Regions from separate parts of the Zea mays genome. Here regions 2 and 3 are each linked to region 1. Evidence: chromatin contacts called from public Hi-C data. All regions are on one chromosome and are shown on one strand. The core of a region is the stretch at or near the end of the contact, and the rest is flanking DNA. Distances in the headings are between cores, read along the strand shown. Region 1 holds the start of LOC103629369 (rho GTPase-activating protein REN1). Region 2 holds the start of LOC103629364 (Membrane protein of ER body-like protein). Region 3 holds the start of LOC103629366 (NADH dehydrogenase (ubiquinone) complex I, assembly factor 6).

Region 1 (3,771 bases), core at 674-3,173:
CTTTGCAATAATAAAATAAGTTTCTCATAAATTTTGCTTTGGCCATGTGCTGAGGCACAACCAAGTTGCAGATAAGCATCAGTGGCAGACATGCATAGTAATGACATCTTGTGAAAACATCAAACTGTATAAAGTCAGCTCATACGTGTTGATCATAAAAAGGCCATTTCTTTTATTTCCTTTACTGCAGCACAAAGCCTTTAGTTGTAAGAAGATCATACAAACCTGGCAATTAGGACAAGAGGCCGGTGGACTGTCACCAGTTTCAGAAGTGGAGTTCGGGTCTCCCTCCCCACATCGACAGGTCTTAAACTGATTTACATTCTCAGCAGGCTGCGAAGGTGAAACCTATCAAGAGAATTAAACAAAGTGAAGTGGACATGTAGAACAGTGCCTCGGCCAAACAACTAAACAGTGATCTTGTGAACTTGACTTTAGTGCAAAAGGAAGGGGGGAGAAGAGGCTTTTACATATTGAAATTTATTATTGTTATTGTTAGAAACTGTATCCTGGCTGTCGCCTGGCAGATATGCCGGCCGCCCTATATGGAAGTATTGTCTGATATAGATAGAGAGGATTAGGGGAGGATCTCAATCACTATGATTGAGGATCTGATTGAGGATCTCAATCACTATGATTGAGGATCTGATTGTACTCTAGATCTTTCCTTAGGTGTAGAAGGCTTCCTTTTACCTCTCACCTTCCTCCCCTATATATACCTGTACATGTGCTGTCTATCTTCATCAATAAATACAAACACACGCTTCCAACTCTCTCACAGTTATTATCCAATAAAGCATAATAAGACATGAATTTTGTATCAGCATATCCTCCATAGGCATGCATTATGTGGCATATTCTCCATGATTTACTCTTTTATGTACCAATGATTGATAACTAAAACTCCATCCAAAGTAAAAGCTCATACGGTGTGATTGCTAACAGTCATATCCAGTTTATCACCCAAGTAAAGCACTTGAATAATGCAACGGGCTATATATACACATTGATAGCCAAACTCCAGCCCAAAACATTAAAAAAATACGGTTGAAACATATGAGCCACTTACTTGCTGGTATGGAATCCTGAACTCGGAAGCTGACATTGTCAGCCTGGTCTAAATGCCAGACTTACGAAGAACATCAGGACGATTTCTATCCTGGCAATGCGCTGTCGTTCTTACTCCCTATTGAGAGATGCAGAGTACTATGTTAGTGCCCATAAAGTCATGAGCTTTGTGCTCCGCACCCAAAAAGAGTAAGGTGAAAAATAACGGGCGCAGGTAACCATATTACCGAATACTGATCCGAGATAAAGACGTGCCTAGTATGTTGCGGGGTGTGCGTTATTTTTCCAGTTGTGTAACCAACATTCGATTTTGATTGTGTGAAGGGCATGGGCTGTCGCCTGTCGATCCATGATCCATATCGCAATCAGCTATACGCCAACTGGCAATGTACAATGGAATGGAAACACATAAATAGATGCTGGGGGCGTCGAGGATGTTACCTGACTGAATGAATTGAAGGAATAGATGTCACTGACGCGAATGGCGGAGGGAGGCGGCGATTCAGATTTCGGAGTCGTTGCGCTGCGGCAGGGCAGGGCTAGGAGAGGATAGGAGGCAATCAGAGATCCCCTAGCCTAGACTAGCCTCCCCTGACAAGTGCAAGAGCTGACCCCTCCGGCCTCCGCTCTTCCCTCTCGGCCGGTCTTGTTGTTTGGGGCACCAATCCATAGATGACTGGCTGAGCTCCCTCCTCCTCCCTCTACTCCAAGATACATGGAGTGCTATTCTTGGTAATGGAGTGGACAGGATCAGAAGCAATTGGAGACATCCGGAAGTTCACATTCACCCTCCGCCTCCCCCTCACTCTGACGATTTGGGTAACACTTAGTGAGCAGCAATCATAGGTCACGTTTGGTTCGGCTTTTTTTTAATATGGTCGTGAGAATAAGCTGGTTGTGGAAAAAAGTTGGCTGAATGTTTGGTTGGACTGCTGTGGGAGAAGCTGATGGTTACAATCTGGGTGTTTAGATACGCAAATTCTGATATTATAGATTCTGAGTGAAAAAAAAGAAAAAGACAGACACAATAATCAACATCTGATTGCAATTACACATGATTTGTCCATTATAATATAATTATTTATCGGTTCAGATAACTACATAAGACACTAACACATTAGCAATTGCATCACTAAAAACACTCATGTCTAACTCATATGATGTGTTGGTACTACTATCACCTATAGCTACATCATAAACATACCTCGTACAAGATAAATACTAGTCAAAGTCGCGATCGTGTATAACACTGTCCTGAATGAAGTTATGCAACGCCATGCATACATTAATTATCTTGGATTGCTTCCTTAGTCAAAATGAATGCAGATTGAGAAGGATTCTCCACTTTATCTTCAGCACCCCAAATGATCGCTTTATAACATTCCTCGTGGATGAGTGTGCGTAGTTGAAAACTTCTTTGGCACCAACTGGTTGCCTCGCATGCTGCCATTCAAAAATATGGTAATTTTGACCATTATAAGATGCGAGGTATCCCTTCCTGTTGGGGTACATAACAACATTAATTGGAAATGCTACAAAAGTAGATTATACTAATACCTTCTGGAGGATGTAGGAACCTATTCCCGTACGTGATAAAAGTATCATGTAGCACTCTAGTGTCATGCACCGAACCAGGCCACCCAGTAACGACAAATGTGTACCTTATATCGGAGTCACAAACGACCATGACATTCTGTTATGCGTACCCGTGACAACCAATATATTTGGGTTGCTTTGACAAAGGGACAAAGGCGGGAAAGTGGCTTCCATCGATCGCTCGTATGTAGTCCTTGATATGTGGCCAAAACCTAGACTCCGTAGTCCAGGGTGAATATCAGTGAAATGGGCATCCTTCGGCTTAATCAGGTCATTGTACATCCTATATATTCCATCAAGGACTTCACTAAATTTCCAGATTATAGTTTCCAAAGAGTGTCCAAACTTGTTCCTTAGCTGTATAAATGATTGGAGGCCCCGCATGCCCATAGGAAAATAGTAAGTGCCTCCTTCGTATGAAAGTAGCATAGAGGGGGGTGAATAGGCTACACCTGCAATTCTCAACACAAACTTCGAACTTTTGTGAGAAACGACAGTTCAACAGGGGAGGCCGGTTCAACCGATCTTGAGGCCGGTTCAACCGCAATTCACCTATTCAACTGCGAACTTAAATGAAACTACTCAGATTTACCAACAATAAACGTAGCGGAAGAGTTGAATTAAAACCAACTAGATATAACAAAGATCTGAGATGATGAGAGACAAAATCACACCCACAAAAGCACATAAGACACACGTTTTTTACCGAGGTTCGGTCACACCACCAAGGTGCCCTACTCCTTGTTGAGGTGCCCACAAAGGACCGGGTCTTTCTCAACCCCGTTCCTCGTTGATGACCACATAGGTCAAGGCCTCCTTTACTCAATTTTTCCAAAACGTTCTTGGGGTCATCCACAAATTTGGAGACTCGCAAGGCAAGGTTACAAGTGCACAAGGAACAACACGTTCCAAGAACAAAGGGATCGTAAGTAAGAACGATCTACACCAACTAGAAAGAGAGAGATCGAAGAACTTGAGTCAAAATCGCATTTTAGATCAAGAACTTATCTCACAAAGAAGAATCTTCCTACCGATCAAAGGGGAAGGACTTGGGGCGTGAGAACGGAGTTGAAATGCTTTGAAACGGAGGAGAGCAGCCGCACAGGG
Region 2 (3,771 bases), core at 824-3,323, 240 kb after region 1:
AACTTGGCAAGATGTGCTGCCTGCCCTCGCGGATGGTTGTGATCAGTTTGAGTCCGTCCGCAATGGTCGTCACGGTTTCACTGCTGCTGGAGATCTCATGCACACCATTAGAGTGTGAACCATTTTCCAAGTTGCCATTACTCGAACTGTGGTTAGTTTGTTGAGCGCTGACATTGTCCTGTTTCTCAACTTGGTTTTCAGCACCCAGCCCAGTAGCATGGTCAGAGGCTGAAAAAGAAAATAATAGTGGTGATGTCAGCACTCAGCACTTGTAGTAGTAGCTCAAACATCTGAATCTACTCTTTTGTTTGGCATGATGTAGAGAGTCTGTTTTTGTGCAGTAAGCTGCTGACCTAGCTAGCTTGGAAGAAGATGACAGGACATGGAAAGAAATCAAGCTGGACTGCCGAAGCAGAAGTAAGCTGAAGATGGAGGAGGAGGCCTTTCTTATCTCTATATATATAAGTACTGAATGTTGACCTATTCTGTTTTTGTTGTTGTTTTCAGTAAAAAGAAAAAAGAAAGTTTGGGAAGGTAATCGCTAGGTAGACCATCGTACGTGTGTATGTTGTGTGAGCATTCGATAAGACTAACCTTTGTGTGGTGAACTATATAATGGTTGGTGCTGAACTAACGAATCGACGTTGCTGGCAATTTTGCAGTGTCCCTGCTGACTGTGGAGGATTATTTCAGCTGTGCATGGACCACTCAAGCGTTGGTGCGTCCAATCGCAGTGCCGGCACTTCCATAGACCTTCAGTCAAGAAATGGGAAGGTAACTTTACTGTCTAACCTCGCACGTAGTGTGAGTAGAAGAATTTATCTGCAACTAACTAAGTAGCACTGGAACTAGCTAGCTAGCTAGTATAACTAAGGAAGGAAGGAAGGAGGTTTTGGTCCAAGGTAAAAAATCCTATCTTTTTTTAATGATATATAAAAAAAAGATACATCGAAAGTGCCATGTGGGCTAGTCGTTGGATTGGAAGCACAGGAGGAGGTAGGTGCAGGCAAGGCAATGCGACGAAATGGAAGGTGTGGACAGGAATTCTGATGATGAGATGAGGAGGTTAGGGACAGGAGTAGTTGTCAGACGTGGGGAGACAGATGAAGCCAAAGGGCCGTGGTCCAGAATCTAATCCGTGTGCAGTACTTTCTTCGATTTGATGGGGAGCCACAAAGTCCACAAGGGATAGTGACAGTGAATAGTAGTGGTTGCCTGCCTCATCGTCAGATCAGATAAATTCAAGGAGCTAGCTAGTTGCTCACTTTGTAAGGCCGAAGCAGCAGAAAGTGGTGAAAACGAGTCAATAATGCAGCTGCAGCAGAGGTACGACGAGTACAGGAATGGAATTGGATGGAAATAGGCACCAGATCCCTATTCCCCACAGGAGTCAGGGCAGAAAGAAAGGAAACAAGAGGAGAGGACATGGGCAGAGACTGCAAGTAACAACTGAGAGGACAAATGAAGGGATGGATTATGGATAGAGAGTACTGTGAGTGAGCAGACCATACCTTGTGTTGGATCCAAGAAGATGCTCTGCTGGGCCGCCGCCGCCGCCTCCTCCTCTACTGCTGCTGATGCTGCTGCGTTGGAGTCGGAGTCGGAGGACTCCATCTCCAGGTCCAGGTCCGCCATCGTTGTCGTCATCTTCTTCCTCATGCTCTCTCTCTCCCTAGTGTATAGGAGGGCGGAGGTGTCTTCCTCCTCCTCATAGTCATCCTCCTCGGCCTCCATGAGCAGCTGCGGCGGCTCCTCCTCCTCCTCCTTGAGCTCCCACATCGGCCTCTCCACCTCCATCATCTTTTCTTTTCTTTTCTTGTGTGTTTCCTGTAGGAGTAGGAGCAGGAGTGCAGTCGTGTAGATGGAGATTGAGATGCAGCCTACTGCCTACTGCCTGCTGACTGCCTAGATGGGAGGGAAATGGGATTGATGGTTGGGTCTCCATGGATTGCTTTGCTTCCTTTATACATAGCACTAGGAGGGGGGAGGGGCAGGGGCAGGGGCAGGAGGAAGAGCTCAGCAGCAGAGCAGAGTCATCAGTGGGCACTATTTACCAAACAAAAGGTAGACCATAGGTTAAAGAAACATAAGAAAAGAAAAGAAAAGAAAAAGGCTTTTTTATAGATAAATAAGAGAATTGCATTTGTATAGCTTGACTCGACTAATAACTCGTCAACATTAGTATAATATAACATGTTCTGTATAGTCCAGCACTTATTGATTGCATTCCTACTAGTAATACCCCTCTCTCTCGGTCACCCTGAATCATGAATGCAAGGTACATTCTTCTTGCAATGACTAATATCTAACTAAATAGATCGATAAAGAATATTAATATCATATTGCTTAACAAGTATATTATAAAAAAGTATATCTCATATTTATTGTTCCTATATGCCATTCATGTATTCAGCAGCAGCAGCGAGTGGTTGGCAGATGGCAAGCCACCTATTATTGCCGGTACCAGCTGCATGAACAAGTAGTTCGTTTTGGAGTAATATAATAGAAGCCAAGCGAACAAGCATAACGACGTTGACGAGATATTTTCCTATCTCAATTCACATGTTCTTCACGTACGTACTACAGCTGTACGCAGCAAATGTGACATGATAACTTTTTTATTCAAGAATTCTAAGCTGAGAGATGTGACATCTTTCGTTCTTGAGTTTCATCACATTACACTATACTACCTCCTTTCTTAAATATTTGAGCCAACTAATTTAATTTTAAACTAAAACGCGATAAATAAATAAAAGTGGAGAGAATATATGATAAGAAATTAATTGTTACTGATCCAGGTGGCTAGCTAAAGTTTGTTTGATTTAGTTGATTAATATAATTAATGTCATTAAAAACGACGACCGCGGGCAACGACACATTATTATATTCCTCCATCCCAAAAAATAATTCGTTTTAAACTAAACAAATATTAATTTATTAATCTATAAATATAGTTTGTATCTATATCATTAGCATTCAGATGAATGTGGACGGTTAAAAGAGGATGAAAAATAACTATATTTTAGGAGGGTGTATAATATAGGATTGTGGATTGACCCTTAGCTCCCATCCATGATTTTTATGGAGGCTGTTCGCTTCAAATTAAAGCCGGCTATTTGTACTGCTATATCTGCAATCTATAGATACAAAAATATTGTAGAAACAATAGAAATTAGTATGAGCTTGTTCGCTTGGCTTTAATCCGTGCCGGCTTCTGCTACTTCTATAGTGTTTTTGTCTCTATAGATTACAGCTGCAGCAGTTCAAATAATCGACTTTAATCCGAAGGGCAAGTCTCTTGTATTTTTAATTAACCCCTTATCTAGAGATACCATAAGAGATCTTATATTAAATGAGGGTTGTACATGCCCTAAGCCTTTAGACCGTTTTTCAATTATAAGATGCAATAAGAGATTACATGATACAACCCAAACCCATATATCATAAAATGTAGACCATCTCTTGTACATTTTTAGTTATCCTTCCCTAAAGACCCCTCAAAAGACCCTACCTTACTCCTCCCGTTTAGAGCAGGTATAATTAATAAGCTCATAGATTGCAAGAGATGTCACATTAAATTTACGGCGATATGGAATATGGAAGAAAGAGAAGTGGAGAGAGATAAAATAGGCTGCTCACTAATAGCAGTGGGCTGCACATAAACTCCAAGACTCTATGAGCTAGCTAGATTAGCTGGAGCTAGTTAGCTAGCATACCGTACACATGTAGTATGAATCCATGCATGGTTATTATATACAGGGGCGGAGCCAG
Region 3 (3,771 bases), core at 468-2,967, 160 kb after region 1:
CGTCCGACTAGTCGTCGACCTGGGCGATTAGTCGTCTGGTCGAACACTTCCTGGTCGTTTTTGGTCGTTGCAGTTTTGGTACTGGGCTTCACTCTGGTTTTTGGCTCATCTACAGTAGCCCGCCCCTCCAAAAACCCTCCCAGCCACCAGGACCCCTCCCAGCCGCCAGAAACCCGCCAGAACCCTTCCCAGCCGCCAGAAACCCTACTCCTCTCCTCTGTCCTCACTGGTTTCTGCCGACGTCTCTGCTCCAGCCTCCAAGTGCTCCAGCCAGCAGGTAATGCAGTTTGGATGCTCTAGCGCGATTTGTTTGGATGTTGATCTGCTCTAGGTAGCAGCCAGCAGGTTCCTGCTGTACTTTTTACTGAATTAATGCAAGTAATTATGCCAATATTACTTTCAGTTTAGACTTTGGACTTTGGATGGATTCTGTTTCACTTTTACTGAATTACTGCTAGTCTGCTACTAATTATGCCTATATTATTGCAGAAATACAATGTTTATATAGTTAATATATAGTTATATACATATACATATGTCCTTAAATCTATAGGACGACTAACGGATGACCAGAGGTCGACCAGGACCGATTAGGTCGACTAATCGTCGCCCTAATCGCGATTAGTCGCCTGGTCGCCCCTCTCACTCGACCAGCTGATCGGCCGACTTGTAAACATTGATCCTGCTAATGGAACTAGTAATAGTTAGCAGCCCTTCCGTTAACAATTATCAGATTATTAGCAGGTCTGTTTGCCATGAAGAAATCTTACTGACGGGTGCTTTCATCTGAGTTTTATTCTAGATCAACACAATGTTTTGAAATGGACGCCTAACTCATATCAGTTGCTGAGAATTTGGTATTACAACATTCCTTATCACATAATACTTCTATAGTATGCCGTAATTTCTTATGTGACAAACGAATAGCAAATGAAAGCAAAATAGAGCTACAAAGCCACGGCATCAACTAACGCCAATAGAATCGGCAAAATGGCCAACCCTTTCCATGATTAAAAACAGGAGCAACATATCCCGCATGGATCCATCTGAGAGATATATGCCAGTGCTTTTATCCCCAGATAAGGCATGAGAACGCTGAACGCAGTACAATCCCATCAAATCCAGAATAACACGAGACGACCGAACGAACCTGATACCATCTAGCGGATCGAGGCGAACCCCGCGAGATCCAAGCAAGCCGAACCCGATTCGAGCCCGCGGCGGCGCAGATTCAGATGGAATAAGGCGGAACGGAGCGACGGGATGAAAGCTACTCACTAAATCCTTTCTCTATGAGGTAACTGAAGGTGTGGCCGTCGCAGTTGTAGGTGAACTTGTTGCTGGCGGGGAGCTTCTGCAGCCACTGGGCGGCAATGGTAGTGAAGTCACCGTGAAATCGACGTACTAGGCCAACACCACGGTGCTCCGCGCCACGAACGTACAATATCGTGAGCGAGCTGGGGGCGGACGGTGGCCCGCAGGCGGTGACCGCGAGTCGTCAGGCGGCCGGCCGGCCGGCGGGAGGCGGGGATGTGCGGTGGGCAGCGCGATACGCAGGTGTGGGATTTTGTGTGGCGGCCCGGTGTGAGGTATCAGGGATGAGAAATTTGGAATTCTGCCTAGTAGCCTTCGCGATTTTACAATCTTTGAGAGTTTTCGTCTAAATTTCATTATAAAACGGTCCTTTATAAATATATCGCACACAATATAATACTTTATATTAATCGAAAGAAGTAATGCATATTTATATGGACATTGAGGGCAGACACAACCGGGTTTAGGGTATGTTTTGTTGGGCTGTAGCTGTGAAAAAAAAAGTTGTGGCTGACTGTGAGCAGTGGAAAAAGCTGATGTAGTGTGTAAGCTGTTAAAAAGTTAAAAAACGTTTGGTGGAAACCACTAAAAGTCGTTAAAGTTATTTGATATATGTTTTCACGGTTCATCCGAAAGCCACTAAAAGCAGGTCCAATGATGCTTTTAGTTTTACACTGCGAGGAAGTCGGTTTTTATAGAGAAAAAAACCGATTCCTAGATCCAGCCTTTTGATTGGCTTTTAGCTTTTAGGAGCAAAAGCAAAAAGTCAAAAGCCAAACCAAATACATCCTTAGAGGACAACATCAGCGACCAAAGTGAATGCACGAACAATAACAGGGGCAAAATCGTCTCTCAATGTCCTTATAGATATATTTATTTCTTTTTGTTTCATTAAACAATTATAGCGTGTGCGACATGTTTCATAATGGGATTCGTGTGAAGTCTGTGAAACGATGGCAAAGTGGTAAAATCTACTTCTCATAATGACATAATTCCAAATTTCTCATCAGAGATGAAGAGGGGCAGATGGCTGATAAATACTAGGTCTGACCGGTGAGTTCACCAAAAAATAGATGCGTACGAGGCAAACAGGTACGTGGAAACTTATACTGATCACTGACCAACAGTTAGGCTGCTTTCAACTGTGGACTTTATCCATTGTTTGAGCATCGGTTCAGTCTTAACATCAATAAATTTGGTCGACCAATCGATCGATTCTATTGATATCGACAAACAACAGTGTTAGAGCTAGACCGATAGATACTGAGGACCTTTTATCCATCGTGTGAGCATTGGTTCGGCTTAAACATCATTGAATTTGGTCGACAGATCGGTCGATTTGATCGATATTGACAGACGATGAGGTTAAAGTTGGACCGATAGTTATTGATCGGTGCGTTAGATGATCCTATCGTCGTCACCAACCGCCTTTAGCCACATGGCGCATTGCTCTTCTATTGTGTGGTCCAAATTGTTGCTACATAAATTAATTGTCATGTGGCTGTATCATCACAAATCTCTAATCTCTAATATACTTAAAGCATCTGTTTCAACGGTCGTCCTACGTCATTTTTTTACAAAAAAAGTTCCTACATTTCTTCCAAATCTCTCCTCAGCGTAAAATATTAAAAAGCGGTGCAAGACGTGAGGTTTGAACCCACATCCTGATAGAAGAAGGGTGAGAGACACTAGGCGAAGCTTTCTAACCAGTAGAACATCATGCTCAGTTATTTATAATATTGAATATAAATTATACATGTGTATATATATGACTTTTTTGTAAAATAAAAAATAATCGTGTCAGATCGGGCCAGCAATACGGGCCGAGGCTACAACCCAAGCACCATACGGGACTCGTGTCGGGTTGGCCCAGACACTATTAAATGGGTCGTGTCTCGGGCCGACTCGCCAGACACGACCCATTTGGTCATCTATACCTCTGCACGATAATGATGGTCCTCGTCTCAGTTGCCACCACCTTGTTCGTCATTCTACTTCTTTTCTCTCTCCCCTCATGCCTCCACCTCCGCGTCACCCCATTCTCGGCAGAGGGCGTAGGAGCAGGCGCCTCCTCTTCGTATTCGTCCGACACCAGCCCCGACACCGACTCGCATAGTGGTTATTGCACGTCCACGAGGACGTTTCACATCATGCGCACACTATCGTTTTCGCCGTCGTCGGACGTCCCATTCGTCTTCCCGGCCTTTGTCGTGTTCTTCCTCCCCAATCTGCTACCCCTACCCACGGTCGCAGCCGCGAGCCGACCGACGCTCGCCGACGCGGGTACGGGGCGAGTCGGTAATGCTCCTGGCCTTTCTCCGTGCGTGTCGTCAAGGAGGACATGGTGGTGCCTGCCACGCTTAGGTTATCTTAGCGATGAAGAGTCCATGTTTGAGATATTCGACAACTAAGGCTCGTAGCGTAGCAGCAGTCGACATATGCTACGGAGTTGGTGAT

What was found. Hi-C and Micro-C count contacts between places; a contact is called where the count stands out from the background.
Region 2: a contact with region 1 is called in a Hi-C map of endosperm, with 1.9 times the contacts expected there. The contact joins the promoter of LOC103629364 here to the promoter of LOC103629369 in region 1. A contact is called at or near these places in 2 of 25 Hi-C or Micro-C datasets (endosperm and tassel).
Region 3: a Hi-C map of ear shows a contact between it and region 1, with 3 times the contacts expected there. The contact joins the promoter of LOC103629366 here to the promoter of LOC103629369 in region 1. A contact is called at or near these places in 5 of 25 Hi-C or Micro-C datasets (ear, endosperm, leaf and 1 more).

What each region holds. Positions count from the first base shown.
Region 1 is chr6:65,136,772-65,140,542 of Zm-B73-REFERENCE-NAM-5.0, reverse strand. It overlaps LOC103629369 (rho GTPase-activating protein REN1), which reads right to left and starts at 1,923. Exons shown (of 25, transcript XM_035959932.1): 1 at 1,510-1,923; 2 at 1,296-1,407; 3 at 1,070-1,186; 4 at 226-348. The coding sequence starts at 1,105.
Region 2 is chr6:64,896,569-64,900,339 of Zm-B73-REFERENCE-NAM-5.0, reverse strand. LOC103629364 (Membrane protein of ER body-like protein) reads right to left here and starts at 2,073. Exons shown (of 10, transcript XM_008650505.4): 1 at 1,512-2,073; 2 at 1-228. The coding sequence starts at 1,800. It overlaps LOC103629365 (a long non-coding RNA gene), which reads left to right and starts at 980. Exons shown (of 2, transcript XR_554332.4): 1 at 980-1,626; 2 at 2,414-2,671. It overlaps LOC118472190 (a long non-coding RNA gene), which reads left to right and starts at 168. Exons shown (of 3, transcript XR_004850175.1): 1 at 168-254; 2 at 342-417; 3 at 508-572.
Region 3 is chr6:64,972,642-64,976,412 of Zm-B73-REFERENCE-NAM-5.0, reverse strand. It overlaps LOC103629366 (NADH dehydrogenase (ubiquinone) complex I, assembly factor 6), which reads right to left and starts at 1,717. Exons shown (of 2, transcript XM_008650506.3): 1 at 1,279-1,717.